Regions from separate parts of the Canis lupus genome. Here region 1 is linked to region 2. The links are chromatin contacts, called in public Hi-C maps. All regions are on one chromosome and are shown on one strand. Each heading gives the region's core, a stretch centred on a gene start, on an enhancer-like site or on the middle of the called end of the contact. The rest is flanking DNA. Distances are from core to core; before and after follow the strand shown.

Evidence for each region. A called contact is a pair of places that touch in the nucleus more often than the background predicts.
Region 1: a contact with region 2 is called in a Hi-C map of liver, with 2.9 times the contacts expected there. The contact joins the enhancer-like site here to the promoter of FBXO43 in region 2. A contact is called at or near these places in 6 of 9 Hi-C or Micro-C datasets (amygdala, blood, liver and 1 more).

The regions. Positions count from the first base shown.
Region 1 is chr13:2,516,382-2,523,943 of UU_Cfam_GSD_1.0, reverse strand. ANKRD46 (ankyrin repeat domain-containing protein 46) reads left to right here. Exons shown (of 5, transcript XM_038555201.1): 2 at 3,193-3,293; 3 at 5,603-5,940; 4 at 7,096-7,254. The coding sequence starts at 5,630. It overlaps LOC119874426 (a long non-coding RNA gene), which reads right to left. Exons shown (of 2, transcript XR_005368437.1): 2 at 1-607. Among named protein-coding and RNA genes, the nearest start is that of ANKRD46, 22 kb to the left of the region's middle. Within about 2 kb of position 4,498, at least 3 of the 20 cell types and tissues checked have an H3K27ac peak or open chromatin away from gene starts, as enhancers often do. A contact at or near this core is called in liver, where this site is marked.
Region 2 is chr13:2,164,184-2,170,827 of UU_Cfam_GSD_1.0, reverse strand. FBXO43 (F-box only protein 43) reads left to right here and starts at 3,051. Exons shown (of 6, transcript XM_038555193.1): 1 at 3,051-3,563. It overlaps POLR2K (DNA-directed RNA polymerases I, II, and III subunit RPABC4), which reads right to left and starts at 2,969. Exons shown (of 4, transcript XM_038555194.1): 1 at 2,817-2,969; 2 at 2,140-2,209; 3 at 1,311-1,403; 4 at 200-673. The coding sequence starts at 2,200. The coding sequence ends at 651.

The DNA.
Region 1 (7,562 bases), core at 3,249-5,748, 350 kb before region 2:
GGTGTAACTATTGTTTTTTGAGTCTTTAAGTCACTCAACTAGTAAGTACCTGAACCAGGGTTCTGGCAGTCTAGCTCCAGATACATTCTGGGTGAGGTAGCCAACCAAGCTCTTTTAACAACCTCTGACACTAGAAAAACTGCCTTTCTAGAGTATTATACACTCCTAAAAATAGTCCCTCAGGAAAATCAGACCACATTTTATCTTTTTCCTTCCTGTTTTTTCTACCTTGAAAAGCAGTCTTCACTATGTGAAGCTTTTATGTTCATTTACAGGGGAACAGACTCAGCCCTCTGTGAATCTTGAAAGATACTAGTTCAGTGTTCATACTCATACATTAGTGTTTATAACTCTGCTTGTGGAATGGTTCTTACTACACAGTACCTTTGGTAAATGCTCGGGGCCCTTATTAATGCATGGTCCAACAAACTCTTCTGTAAATAACTTCTCACTGTCCTGATTGCCTGAGCCACCCAGACAGGTGATCCCAAGGAAGATCTTATTTTTTTTTTTTTTAATGGAAACATTAGGCATCTTCAGACTTGACTGTCTTTTAGTCCAAATCTTTAAGCCTCCATACCAGCAGTTGCACTCCTGGCCATTTGTCCTAGAGAAATGAAGATGTTTGTTCACTTAAAAATATGTACCAGAATGTTTTAGAAGCTTTAACATAACACCCCCAAACTGGAGACAACCAGATGTCCTTCAAAAGGTGAATGGCTTAACAAGCTGTGGTAGACCCATACCATACAATACTACTCAGCAATAGAAAAGAGTCATACTATTGATATACATAACAACCTGAATCTTCAGAGAATTACGTTGAGTGAAAAAAAGAAAACCAACCCCAAAAGGCTGCATACTGTATGGTTCCATTTATATAACATTCTTGAAATGACAGGTCTAGAAATGGAAGACAGGATTAGTGGTTTCCAGGAGATGAAGTGGGGTGGAGGTGGGAGGGAAGTAGGTGTGGCTGTAAAAGGGCAATATGAGAGAGCTTTGTGGTGATGGAAATGTTCTGTATCTTGACAATCAATGTCAGTATCCTAGTTGTGATACTCTAGTTTTGTAAGATATTAACATCAGGGGAAACTGGGTAAAAGTACACAGGATCTCTTTGTACTATTTCTTTCAACTTCATGTGAATCTCCAATTATCTCAAAAAGTTTAATTAAAAAATCTTTAGTCTTCTTCACCCCTTGAACCATACTTATGTGTTCTGAGTTACTTTCATAACTTCTTGAGAAGCTATTAATAGATTTCTAGTGATTAAGTTCTAATTTGGGTCTTTAGACGCTTTCTTGGCAGGTTTCAAGTATAATTAGGTCTAATGCATTTGTATAATATTAAGTTTGAAATCACATAAATAAATCTGTAATTTGATCAAATGTACTTTCATATGGGGCTTGTCATCAAAAGAGAATGGCAGGGATCCCTGGGTGGCGCAGTGGTTTAGCGCCTGCCTTTGGCCCAGGGCACAATCCTGGAGACCCGGGATTGAGTCCCACGTCGGGCTCCCGGTGCATGGAGCCTGCTTCTCCCTCTGCCTGTGTCTCTGCCTCTCTCTCTCTCTCTCTCTCTGTGACTATCATAAATAAATTAATTAATTAAAAAAAAAAAAGATTCAAAAGAGAATGGCAGAAGCATTATATTTCTTGTGAATTTTTTTAAGTTTTTATTTAAATTCCAGTTAGTTAACATACAGTATAATACTAATTTCAGGTGTACACTATAGTGATTCAGCAATTCCATCCAACACCCAGTGCTTATCACAAGTGCACTCCTTAATCCTCATCACCTGTGTAATCCATTCCCCCAACAACTGACCTTCTGGGAACCATCAGTTGAGGAACTATCTTACGAATTTAACAGGTCATTTGAAAAGGTAACTATGTAATCTATAATTCTATCTCCAAATGAGAAGCAAAGCTTGTCCTTTTCATAATGTGAACTGTACTCTCTTCAGAGTAACACTTGCACCATTTTAAGATTGAAAATCATATATCAGAGGTAGGCCTTAGTTATGGAGATTCAACCCCAAGTGGTCAGTATAAAGGTACTATGCTTTGGGTGAACTAAGAATATTTATGCAAGGAAATGGATTAAGTGGCTCAGTAATTTGAAGTGTGTCTAAATTGGTACATATAATTTGTCAGCCCTCATCTTCCAGTTTAGCACTGATAACCCTTATGATTCAACTTGACTTACATATTTAAATGGAGCCTCATAAAATAACATTATTTCCCATACAAGGTTTTTTAAAAAGGGATTTGATAATATTGAGCATGAATGACCAGTAAAAGTTTAACCTAAATCTCATCCTGAGCTACAAATTCAGGTTGTAATCTTTATATCCTACCACTTCACATAGTATCTGTCACATTTTGAGCACATAGTAACTGTTTTATGAATTAATACTGATTTTTTTGGTGGTCCCCTGCTGCCTGTGCATGACCCTACTTCCATGATTCCTCACAAGAAGAGTATGGTGGGGCAGACAAGGTCCTTGAGGTGTCTCTGAGTGCAGAGGGGAGTTTTGAAGGGGTCCCAGCAAGAGCATAAAGGTGGGGCAGCAGCACGTTTCAGGAGGAGCAAGACTGGCATGTGGAAAAGATGGCAAATAGACTTGAGCTGATTTTTCTTTCACATTGAAGAGCAAAAGGGGCAGAAGAACAGTCTCATAAGGAGATTTAAGTTCTAGCATTCAAGATGGATTAGAAATACTTTTCCTTAAATGTATCCTGCTTGGTTTAAATATAAATATTGGTTGTTTTTACTTTTCCTCCCATGCAGATAGCATTTTAATTCTAAAAATGCTTTTGTGGGCTACTCTGAGACCTAGCCACCATTTATAATGTGAAAAGTATGCATTCTGAATCCCAGTCATTTAGAATCTATTTTCAGAGTCCAGTTTGTCTTCTACTGATGGCACATAATTTGATTCTTTTTCTTTTGTCTTTCTGACCATGCTTTCTTGTTTGTGGATAACAGAACCACTCCTTAGTTCTGTTCTCCCTTTTCACTGCCTCATTATTTGTCAGTTACTACTAGCCTCACAAATTGGTGCCTTACTCATAGATTTTCTGGAGAATATTCACAGGCCCCACCAGCTTCTCTATGTTTTAATAGAACAGCTAGACTTTCTTCATGTTGCACCCTTGCTATAACTCAAGTTTCTTTTTACTATAGATCCTTGCCATCACATTTCTGGATATTCTGTTGAACCTACTTAAGAATTCAGAGAAACTGCTGGGTGACCACGGAAAGAAAGATCTAATCTTCACGCTTACGTGAGTATTTTTCTACTTTCAACTTCCTCACACTATGTGAAAGCTTAGATGCTTTGTTTTATGGCACATTCAGTTCTGTGATCAAGATAAAAATGTTATCTATCATTGGCCTTATTAAATTTTAATGTAAAGTTAGTTTCTCAAGGACACAATGAAAATCACAAAATACACCACACTTATTCTCACTTAAAAAAATAAATAAGCAAGAAAGGCGTTTTTTTCTTCCACTGAGCCAACATTCAGAAGAATCCCAAATCCTCAAACCACAAGAATTCTTTCTGTGTTAGAACCAAAACTATCAAGTAGCTTGTTTTTCATTATCTATTCTTAAGAGAATTTAACAAAACATGTTATCTCTTGAAAAGCACTTGATATGTGGCATTTTATTTTTTAAAATGCTTCTGATAACTTTGTCCTTTTTTAAATGACTGAATTCTGTGACTACTGTAGGGGAAAATTGGGAGGTTACCCTCGAAAGAGAATTCTTAACTATTTTAATGAGTAATTTCTCCTCAATGGGTTAATTTCTTTAAAAAGCATTATATAGTGTCATAATCTGAAGTCTTTTATCTTGATCTCTGTAATTCTTAATCATTAGCAGATTTCCCAATTTTGGAATTATCCTTAATAACTCCTTCTCACCCATTATATGCAGCATGTCATTAAGTTACGCTAATTCTATCTTCTTTGTCCCTCTCCAGTTTACTCCCTTCTCTCTGCCACTGCTTTAGATCAGACTGTCATCATTTCTTGCCTGGATTTCAACAGTGACCTCCATCTCCCAGTCTCTAGCCTTGACCCACTCTAATCTAACCTTTCCCTATTGCCGACAGAGTAATCTTTCTGAAAGACTAACCTAATAAGACCATGCCATTTCCTTGGCTTGACATCTTTCAGTGTCTCCTTACTAAAATTCAGTATAATAACCCTTATCATAGAGTTGTTAGGAAGATTAAGTAAAAGTCATTTGGTGCCCTGGGTGCGATGCCGGTCTTAGAACAGGCCTAGTGTGTGTTAATGTTTCTCCTTTGCACAGAGAACCCTTGGAGGCAGCAGAGCTCTCATGGAAAGTAGCCCACCTCTAGAGGGCCTGTGGCTCTGCTGGGAAAACCAGGCTAAAAGGAGTGGTGGCCAAGAATCTCACCAAACTCCATAGCCATGCTTTCCTGAATCCCCTTGAGGTTAGACACAAGAATAGATTAGTCTAACATCCGGTTCCATCAGTGTTCCAGAAAGAAAGGCTTTGTTGACAGATTACAAGCCAACCCTGTCTGTGACTCAGCTTTTGTAACTGTAGAGTCAGGGAGTCATCTCTATAAACATATTGGTCTCTGCTTTTGTGTTTTCTTCTTTTGGTTTGTTTTCTCTTCAGTTTTTTAGGTTTGTTTTGCAGGCTTTAATTTTTCCTTAAATGGACCAAGAGGGTGTCAGGGAGACATACACACAAACCAAGAGACTGCTGGGGCAGGGAGGAATCAGAGAAAGAGGTATGGACACTGGTGAAGCTAGGTTACTCAGAAATGAAATTTGGAGTGGGCACATTTCAGATTGCTGCCTTTGTGCTGCCTCTGTATTCCCAGACAGACCTGTTTTTCTTCATGTCTCCGGCTTTAGACAATGGGGGTTTGGCAAAATCTGATATTTAGATAATCACAGAATAGCAGAATAGAATCAATACTGTAAAGAAGACAGTCTGAGTTGATTTCATGGTATTTCCAATTTTAAAATTCAGTTTGTTGCTTTTCTTAGCTTTTCTCTATGAAAATTGGAAGTTTGTGCTATAGACAGAACATTCAGCAGGTCTTTATTGAATATGAATTAAGTTATTTCATTGTTTTTTTCATGCTGATTTAGTTAACTTTTGACCATGTAGAATATCTCAAATATAATGAAAGGCAAATATGTGAAAAATATGCTTTGTTTTGAGTTAGAATCTCTACCAGCAATAGCATGTGTTTGAAATTTAAGGATCATGTTCTATATGTCTTCTGATAATGCAGTAAACTTAAACTTAAGCAATTATATCTTGCTTACCATTAACGATCTCTCTTAATCTTTTTACATAATGAAAAGCAAAATAGAGCTTTATAGTAATTTAATTGCAATTTTGATCAAGCAGATATGAAGAAAATAAGACATTGTAATGGGAAATAAAATACAATTGATAACTTTGTTGTTTCTTTTTGGTGAGGTAATTTATTAGAGGCAGGAGGCTAAGAAGGAAGAGAAATAGTGCTTCTCTAAATGACTTCATTGTGGTGATTTAGTTTGGCTTTCCCAAATCTCACTCACCTTATGCTTCATTACAGGCATATTCCATCCACTTCACCAGAATAATGTCCTACGTTTTTGTAAATGATTCGTCTCAGACTAATGTGCCCTTGCTACAAGCCTGTATTGATGGAGACTTTAACTATTCCAAGCGGCTTTTGGAAAGCGGCTTTGACCCAAATATTCGTGACAGCAGGGGCAGAACAGGCCTTCACCTCGCAGCAGCCAGAGGGAATGTAGACATCTGCCAGCTGTTGCATAAATTTGGTGCTGATCTTCTGGCCACAGATTATCAAGGAAACACAGCTCTCCATCTCTGTGGCCACGTGGATACTATTCAATTCTTAGTTTCCAATGGACTCAAAATTGATATTTGGTAAGTTCTCTGTGGTTTCTGAAGTCTAGTCATTTCCTCACATTAGTTTGTCAACCAGTGGTCCAATCTGAGTCGATCAATTCTGCTTTCTCATTGATCAGCTGCAGTGACAAGTTCAACAAGGAATGGAGGACAAGGTAATCTCATTAGAGGAGTGAGGAAACAAGAGGCTGACTTCTAGATTTATGCTGAAGCAGCACAAGTTTTTCTATGAAGACAGTGGTGAAGTTCTGCTACTAATTAATCATGTATTGTCAGACAAGGGAAAAAGAGGAAAGGAACTAACATTTTTTTGAAAATCTGTGCTGTGTTTACTTACATTCGCTCATTTAATCCTTAGAATGAATAGCTCTTGAGGTTGGTGTTATCTTCATTTTACAGATGTAGTAGTTGAGACAAGGGTTTAAACAAAGAGGCCACACAGCTGGAATTTGAACCTCATTCTGTCTGATTCCAAATTGTTAGTCTTCTATCATGTAATATACCATGCTAGCTTCGTAACCTCTCTGGGTCTCAGAGTCCTTTTTATAGTGAGTAGTTTCAAGAAGTAGTGTTTTAGTGATACCTTGTCTCTAGAGTGGAAAAGGTTTCAGACCATCTTTAAAACTGAGCTTGACCTTTAAACTGCACTTATATGTTGCCTTGATTATTGGTTCTATACTATACCTAAATCTGAAAAAGACGGCAGATGTAATGGATAGATGTGGTGGGAATTGGCTATGGGACTCACTGCTGTTTGGCTATCTTCTCTTATTAGTGTTAAATAGCTAGGTGAATCAAAGTAGCTTATTTAGTTGCTTTGGGCTTTTATTTATTTTTAATCCTTAAAAATATGTATGCTCTATTGCCATAAAATGTAAATGTCAGATAAGAATGAATCTAGAATCTAGAATTTTCCAATTTTTAAGAAATTGCCCTCTTTTTCTTTTATTTATTCTCAGCTATTTACTCTTTTGCCTCTGTGTTTTCTTTCCTTTTTCCCTATAAGGAAAAAAATAGGTTAATTCAGAATTCAAGTTCCAATTCAGTCATTGGTTCTGCTCTGGGCTTTGAGTCAATTCAGCCCATGCCTTTATCACTGAGATCTACACAAATGGGTACTAACAATATAATCCAGGTGTATAATGACCTCTTTATATTTATGAACTTTTTTAGCAACCATCAAGGTGCTACACCCTTGGTTCTGGCAAAGCGCAGAGGAGTGAATAAAGATGTCATCCGATTGCTAGAATCTTTGGAAGAACAGGAGGTGAAAGGATTTAACAGAGGAGCTCACTCAAAACTGGAGACCATGCAGACAGCTGAGAGTGAAAGGTACTTAACAATTTAATTTTTTAAGGGGCAAGTCACTTTAAGTCCTTGGATCTTTTATGACAACTCTGTGAGCTTTCTATTTATTTGCTTTCAAGTACGGAGCTTTGATACACTTTCTTTGAACTTTATATAGGCCCGTATGGCTCCAGATTACAATTGAGAGGCTATTAACAGAAAGTACTACGTGCCCACATGCATGTACTGTTCTGTCTTCCCTTGTGCAAGGAAGCCTGCAGTATTGTCAGCACCAGGGACAAGAGGTGGTTAAGAGCTGAATATGAGGGAAGGACACAAAAGTTTGAGAATTT
Region 2 (6,644 bases), core at 1,802-4,301:
AAAAAGAGAGGCAAAGACATAGGCAGAGGGAGAAGCAGGTTCCATGCAGGGATCCTGATTTGGGACTCAATCCCAGGACTCCGGGATCACGCCCTGAGCCAAAGACAGACGCTCACTTGGTGAGCCACCTGGGCGTCCCACCCTCAGCCAATATTTAAAAACATAGTCAAGCATTGTATACAAATACAGAAGGCCTATATCAAGGAAAAATGAAAAATTTAACTCAAAATAATGCATTCATGCTAAGTACATTAGTATACACAGAACAAAATGATGCTGGAGAGTTTACAGACTTGGTGATGTAAAACAGTAGTTTCCAAGGAACTTACTTAATCAGATCTTCAAAGAGCCCTAGAAAACTTCATTTTTAACAAGGCCCCCACAAGATTCTAAGCCTTGATTAAAAGTGTGGTTTAAGGAAGCACTTTTTCACCCTGTGTCAGATTATATATACAATAAAAGTAAATTATTATCAATTATTGAACAAAAAGCTTTTCTTTATAGAAACTATTGATACCTAAATACAAGATGGATTTTAAAATGAAATCATGTGTATTTGTATTCATAAAGATATATACACTAATCAAAGGCTATACAACATTAACAGCAAATCCAGGTACAAACGAAGATAATCCTCTGAACTCCATGTTTCATCGAGCATCAAAAACCACCACTGTATTAAAATGAAATTAAGGACAAAAAGCATATTTAAAAATTGTACGAAGGATTTAACACTTCCAAGTCACTTTCTCTTTGCAATAGCTATTTAATCTAAAATGCAAAAAAGAATGAACTATTTACTATGGCAGTTGGAAATGAACTTAAAAAAATGTTTTTCAATTTTTACTAGTCCCCTTTCCATGATATGAAAGACCAATGCACCAAAAACCCCTAAAGTAATGTTAGCAAGATAACTTACTGGTTTAAAAAATATTGTAATTGTATATTAATAACCACATAACAATGTACTTTCAGTCTTTTAGCTAATTTGTAAGCCTCACTTTTTCCATTAGGTAGCATTCATTCACAATATTTGTATTTCTCCTTGTATAATTTAGTTTGTCCTTAAACTCAAGAAGGAGTATAAGTAAAATAAGTTAAATACAGATCCTGAAAAATGGACTTATGAGAACTAGTATTTAGATACTTAGTAGATGCCTCTACACAGGATTAATTTTTATTATGAAAATAAAAATAAAAGGATTATGAAAAATCCTAATCATGCCCCCCCTTTTTGGTAAGTAGTTCAAAGCACTGGAGCATTATTCTTCACTTCCACCCCCTTCATATGTAACAAGGTAAAAGGATACATCTTTTAGTCCTTTTCTTGTACATTATTCTATATCCACATTCTCTGCATCTGATTGGATCCCTGGATTTTATTTCGTTTTCTGTGTGACATTCTAAAAAAGAAAGCATGTTTATTCAATGTCTAAAGGGAAAATATGACAGACAAGCAAATTATCCTAACCATATTTTTTTTATTTAATTTTTTTTTCTAACCATATTTTCACCCAAAGCACTAAAATGTACTCAATCCCAAGAGTATGGTGCTATGACCACGTTAAGAAGAAAACCACAGGCTCCAAATGGCCTTACTTAGGTTAAGGTGCCACGTCGGTAGACCAAGACTTAACACATAACCTAACCGCAGTTTCAACCCTGCAGAAATGTAACCTCTGACCAGTTAACATGGTCCTTGTCCGCATTAGAAAATTTACTGCTTTTCCTTTCCCCTTAGAACAGCGACCTTACCTGAAACAACGAATCCTTTGCTAATAATTTTTTTTCCACTCCTCTCTACCTTTAATTTTCTGTAGCCCTTTGGAGCTCCCATCTACTTCCTAGACAGGATGCTGCCTGATTCATGAATCCATTAGTAAAGCCTATCACATCTTTAAAATTTACTCAGTTGAACTTTTATTATTTAACAACCAATATACTAAGGGGCAAAGGAAAAAAGTTGTGGGCAGTGCATTTTTTCTTGGAGAGAAAATGAACTCTTAGTGATAGAAATTTTTTTTTTTTTTTTACAGTCGCTAGTATTCTGCTTTATAACTTTAAAGATTACTCACTGAAGTCAAAGTTAAGCGTAATTATTTCAAAACTCTTCCTACTTTACGTTAGTTCTACTCTTACCTCCGCAGATATATATCATTGGCTGCTGCTTTGGGGGTTGAACGTCCTTCTGGGTGTCCATGGATAGTCCCTGAAATCACAGACTCAAATACTGAATAACTCAAAGGGACTCCTCACAAATCCAACTTTCCCAAAATTCCCATTTTTCCGAGGGAAACCTAAAAAGGTCCCAATTCCTAACCTGTGCTTTTTCAAACCCAATGGGTAGAGCTAAAGGACGAAACAAAAACGCAACGTTTTGTGCACTTAGCCTCAAACTGGACACAGTAACAACATTTCACACATATTGTTTCATTATCACCTTTACGACAATCCTAGAAGTACTACCCTTACTTTACAGATGAAGAAACCCAGCCTTGTAGAAGTCAATCTGCGCAGGATTCTTCAGCTATGACGAGGCAGGGGGCACTGGAATCTGACGGCAAAGCTTGCGTCCCCATTGTAACGCAAGTCCTACATTTCCAAAACTTAGCAGAAGGCCAATTACATCCCTCAACAAAGGGCTATGCGAACCGAAAATAAAGGGAGAAAAACTCTCAAAAGCCAAACAGCTCAACTGAACGAAACGGAACAAAGGATTAACACCACCCACTCGAGCCCCAGCTCCTCCCAATTCTAACCTCATACTGACCCTTTCTAACCTTGAGGGTCTTACCAGTTTAAATCCAAATACCCACCTCCAAATCCTAACCAACCACTTCCCCGACCACGCAGCCCGGAGAAACCTCCTACTCTGAGCTTCGAAGCGGATTCCGGCTCGTCCCCGTGTCGCAGCCAACTTCCGGCGCCGGCAACTGTCGCATGGAGTCCCCGCCCCTTCCGCCCCTCCTTCCGCCTCCGGGCGTGGCCGAGGACCCGGGTGGTGCTCAGGCGGCGAGCCGGGGGCGTTCGTTTTGTTAGGCCGCGTGGAGAAGTGTTCGAGTTTTGTCCCAACTTAGTTCACTTTTCAGAAAAGCAAAGCATTTCAGTAGTTCCTCAGATGGAAGGAAGTCAGATATTCTGGCTAATGAAGTCAGTAGAAAGTAACACTTCTCCGGGAGGGCTGAGGGTTAGAAGAGAAAGCGAAGCGGCCGGTGCTCCCGGAGTCCTAGGCCAACCGTCTCTCTGAGGAACACAGAAGCAGCGACTCCATCGCACTTTTCAGATGGTTTTTGCAGTTGTTTGATACCTGTGCTGGGCCACTGGAGCAGCCACCCCCTATCCTTCACATGACTTCAGTTTTGCTTTGCGAAACTTTGGTCGGCTCCTGTCGTCCCTCTGTCCCATGCTTTTTACTCGTTTTAAAGCAAAGGCCGTATGAAGGCAGCTACATCAATTAATTCCACCTAAAACGGAGGGATATTGGTAGGGGTAACTATGCACTGACCTTCCTGCCGTCGCATGTATTCCTCCCTGGATGAAACAAAACCATCTGCGCAGCGGAGGTGTGTTTTCTGAAACATCAAAATCAGTGAGACTAATAGCTATTGGGGTCACGATATGTACATTTGTTTGCTGCTTTCACAGCAGGCTTTTACTTAGGAGGAAGAAGTAAATGAAGTAATCAAAATTTAGAAAGTCATCAGTTGTTAATAGCGATTATAGTTCAGCAGAGAAACAGGTTTCCTTCTCCCCGGCATCGGCAACGTCTTTGATTTCTTATTAAGCAGAATATATTGTTTGCCAGTCTCCCGTCCAGCCACCTGCGAACCTTGAGCTTCTTTTACTTCCAGAAGGAGTTCCAACTGATCTCACCTCTACAGATGGGGCTGGGAGATTTAACTTGATCTTTGCTTTCCAGTCTTCCTGGCTGTCAGTTATTTAATTTCCAGGGAAACATAATGGATTTTCTAGCTTCTTTCACAGAATGATGTACAGCATAAAAATTTTGACCATTACCTCTCTTACAAAGTACCTCACCTCTCAACCAAAGGGGGTAAATGCAATAGAACAGTCAAAATAGGCTTTCCTACAAGAGTTATTAGATAAAACTATTGTTAACATAAGAGAAAGATGATGGAGTGATCCAGAAAGTAATCATTGCAAAATTTACCAGATTCTAACTCTCCAGTTGTGGTATCAAGATGATTCTGGTACATAATTAGATGTCTATGGGGATCAGATTGGATCAGCACATGTAGAATGTAAATGGGTCTTGGCACCCTATGGAAGGGTAGGGTAATTACAAGTGTTATCAAGGAGATCCAGAATTTCAACAAGAGCCCATGTTGATGCTAGTTCTCAATCCAGCACCCTCTTTCCTATCAGGAGGAACCAACAGTCTTAGGATCACAATGAAGCATAGCCAATGTAAACTATTATCATTGCTAACAGCTTTTTAAAAAGATTTTATTTATTATACTCTGGCTTCTCTTCAGATTGAATAAATCTTTCACCTTTTACTAAAAAAAAAAAAAAAGATTTTATTTATTCATAAGAGACACACACAGAGAGGGAGAAACAACCAGAGGGAGAAGCAGGCTGCACGCAGGGAACCGGATGTGGGACTCCAGGATCATGCCCTGGGTGTCCCTGACAGCTAGCTCTCTTGAGAACTTACCCTCTGCCAGATATCACTGCATTTCCCTCTCCTAATGAGGGCAGATGTCTTGTTATCTTGGACACTAGTGCTTTTAACTCCTTAAAATATGGTAATGAAGATGCAAGTTGCTATTTTCCTCTCTGAATCTCTGTTTTTCATTTTCCTTGATCTTATTCTGCATAGTCTGAATGTCATGGTGATTGGAAAAGTCTTTATGTTTTGCTGGATGGTCCCTGTAAGAAGAATTAGATCTTGTGGAAAACAGGTTTTAGAATTTTGAGGTTTAAGTAATGGGGTGACATCCAAACTAGAAAAGGAAGCAAAAAGGCCAAAGACCATGGTAGGTAAAGAATAGGAAAATATAGCTCAGTGACTTATATTTGGGGAATATGAGTAAAGCCAGGACAAGCTACATGTAACTAGGTTCCCTTTCGCCCTTTTAGTTGGGGGGGCGGGCAGTAAAAAATTATTCTTTAAATGATAGGGAGTTATGATACACTTTTTTGTTCTTCCGTCATAATAAAATACCTAAAGAAAAATTAACTAGAGAAAGAGAAAAGAGCAATGTTTAAATGGTATTTGGGATTGTGTGGATTTTAAACCATAGACAAGGGCAGCCCCTGTGGCGCAGTGGTTTAGCGCCGCCTGCAGCCCGGGGTTTGATCCTGGGGACCCTGGATCGAGTCCCATGTTGGGCTCCCTGCATGGAGCCTGCTTCTTCCTCTGCCTCTCTCTCTCTCTCTCTCTCTCTGTGTCTCTATGGATAAATAAATAAAATCTTTAAAAAAAAAACCATAGGCAAAATTCCCTGCCCTATTTACATTATAGTGAGAGGGAGGATCAGACATTAAACAGGTAATACAACATTTTTAGGAGGTGATAAACTACACAGAGAAAATTCAGCAGAGAGGGAGGATTGCAAATGCTGTAGGGGAAAGGGCAAAATGGCCATAATAGAGATTTGTCTGAAGAGCTAGAGAGGGCATTACTCTACCTGGGTATGTGTGGGTGTCTTCAGAGAGGTGCTATCTTGAAGCATGTGTAATTCACCAATTCCTTACCTTAAGTCTTACAGGTGCCTGAAACTTAACGACCTCATACTAAGTTCATCTTATTTTCTTCCAAACCTGTCTTCTGTGCTTCCTCAATCCCTGCCCCATGCACCTGGTTCTGCTGAGTGTTGAGTCTAGCTTCTTCCCCACTGGCTTCCAGAGTCATGCAGTAGCTTCCTAAGTGGTCTCTTTGCCACCACCCTCAGCTCTTTTTCTTCTGTTCTCCATTCTGCCAGAGTGATCTTTCTAAAATTAAAATGCTCTACGATACCTAGAGGATCAACTTCAGACTCTTAGATGCATCCCAAATTCTTCATGATTCAGCTGCTTCCCCTTCTCAGAAATTTTCTTTGCCCTTTCCTCAAATCTGAGCTTCTAGCCATAACAAACTATTTAAAATCTGCCCAACTGTTTGAGGTTTCCTGCTCGTGCACATTTTGTTTTGAGATTGAAGTCACCTGTTGTCTGACTTTTACATTGCCATTTGTCCCTCGAAATCCACCACCTCAGGGCAGCCCGGGTGGCTCAGCGGTTTAGTGCCACCTTCAGCTCAGGGCGTGATCCTGGAGACCCCAAATCGAGTCTCATGTCAGGCTCCCTGCATGGAGCCTGCTATTCCCTCTGCCTGTGTCTCTGCATCTGTCATGAATTAATAAATAAAATCTTAAAAAAAAAAAAAATCCACCACCTCAAGTCATGGTCTTTATAAAGTTAGTTCCATCCGTCTTCTGTAGGGTTAGTTGATCCTCCTTCCTTTGTACTACTACTGTTCCTGTATTACAGCACTTATGAGCCCCTTGACATCATAACTGTGCTGTACTTATCTTTTATTCCCAGTACCTAGCCCAGTGATTGGCACATAGAGCAGAACTTCATAAGTGTTAGTGTGTTTGATTTTAGATATATTCCATTTTGGATGACCAAAGGGCATT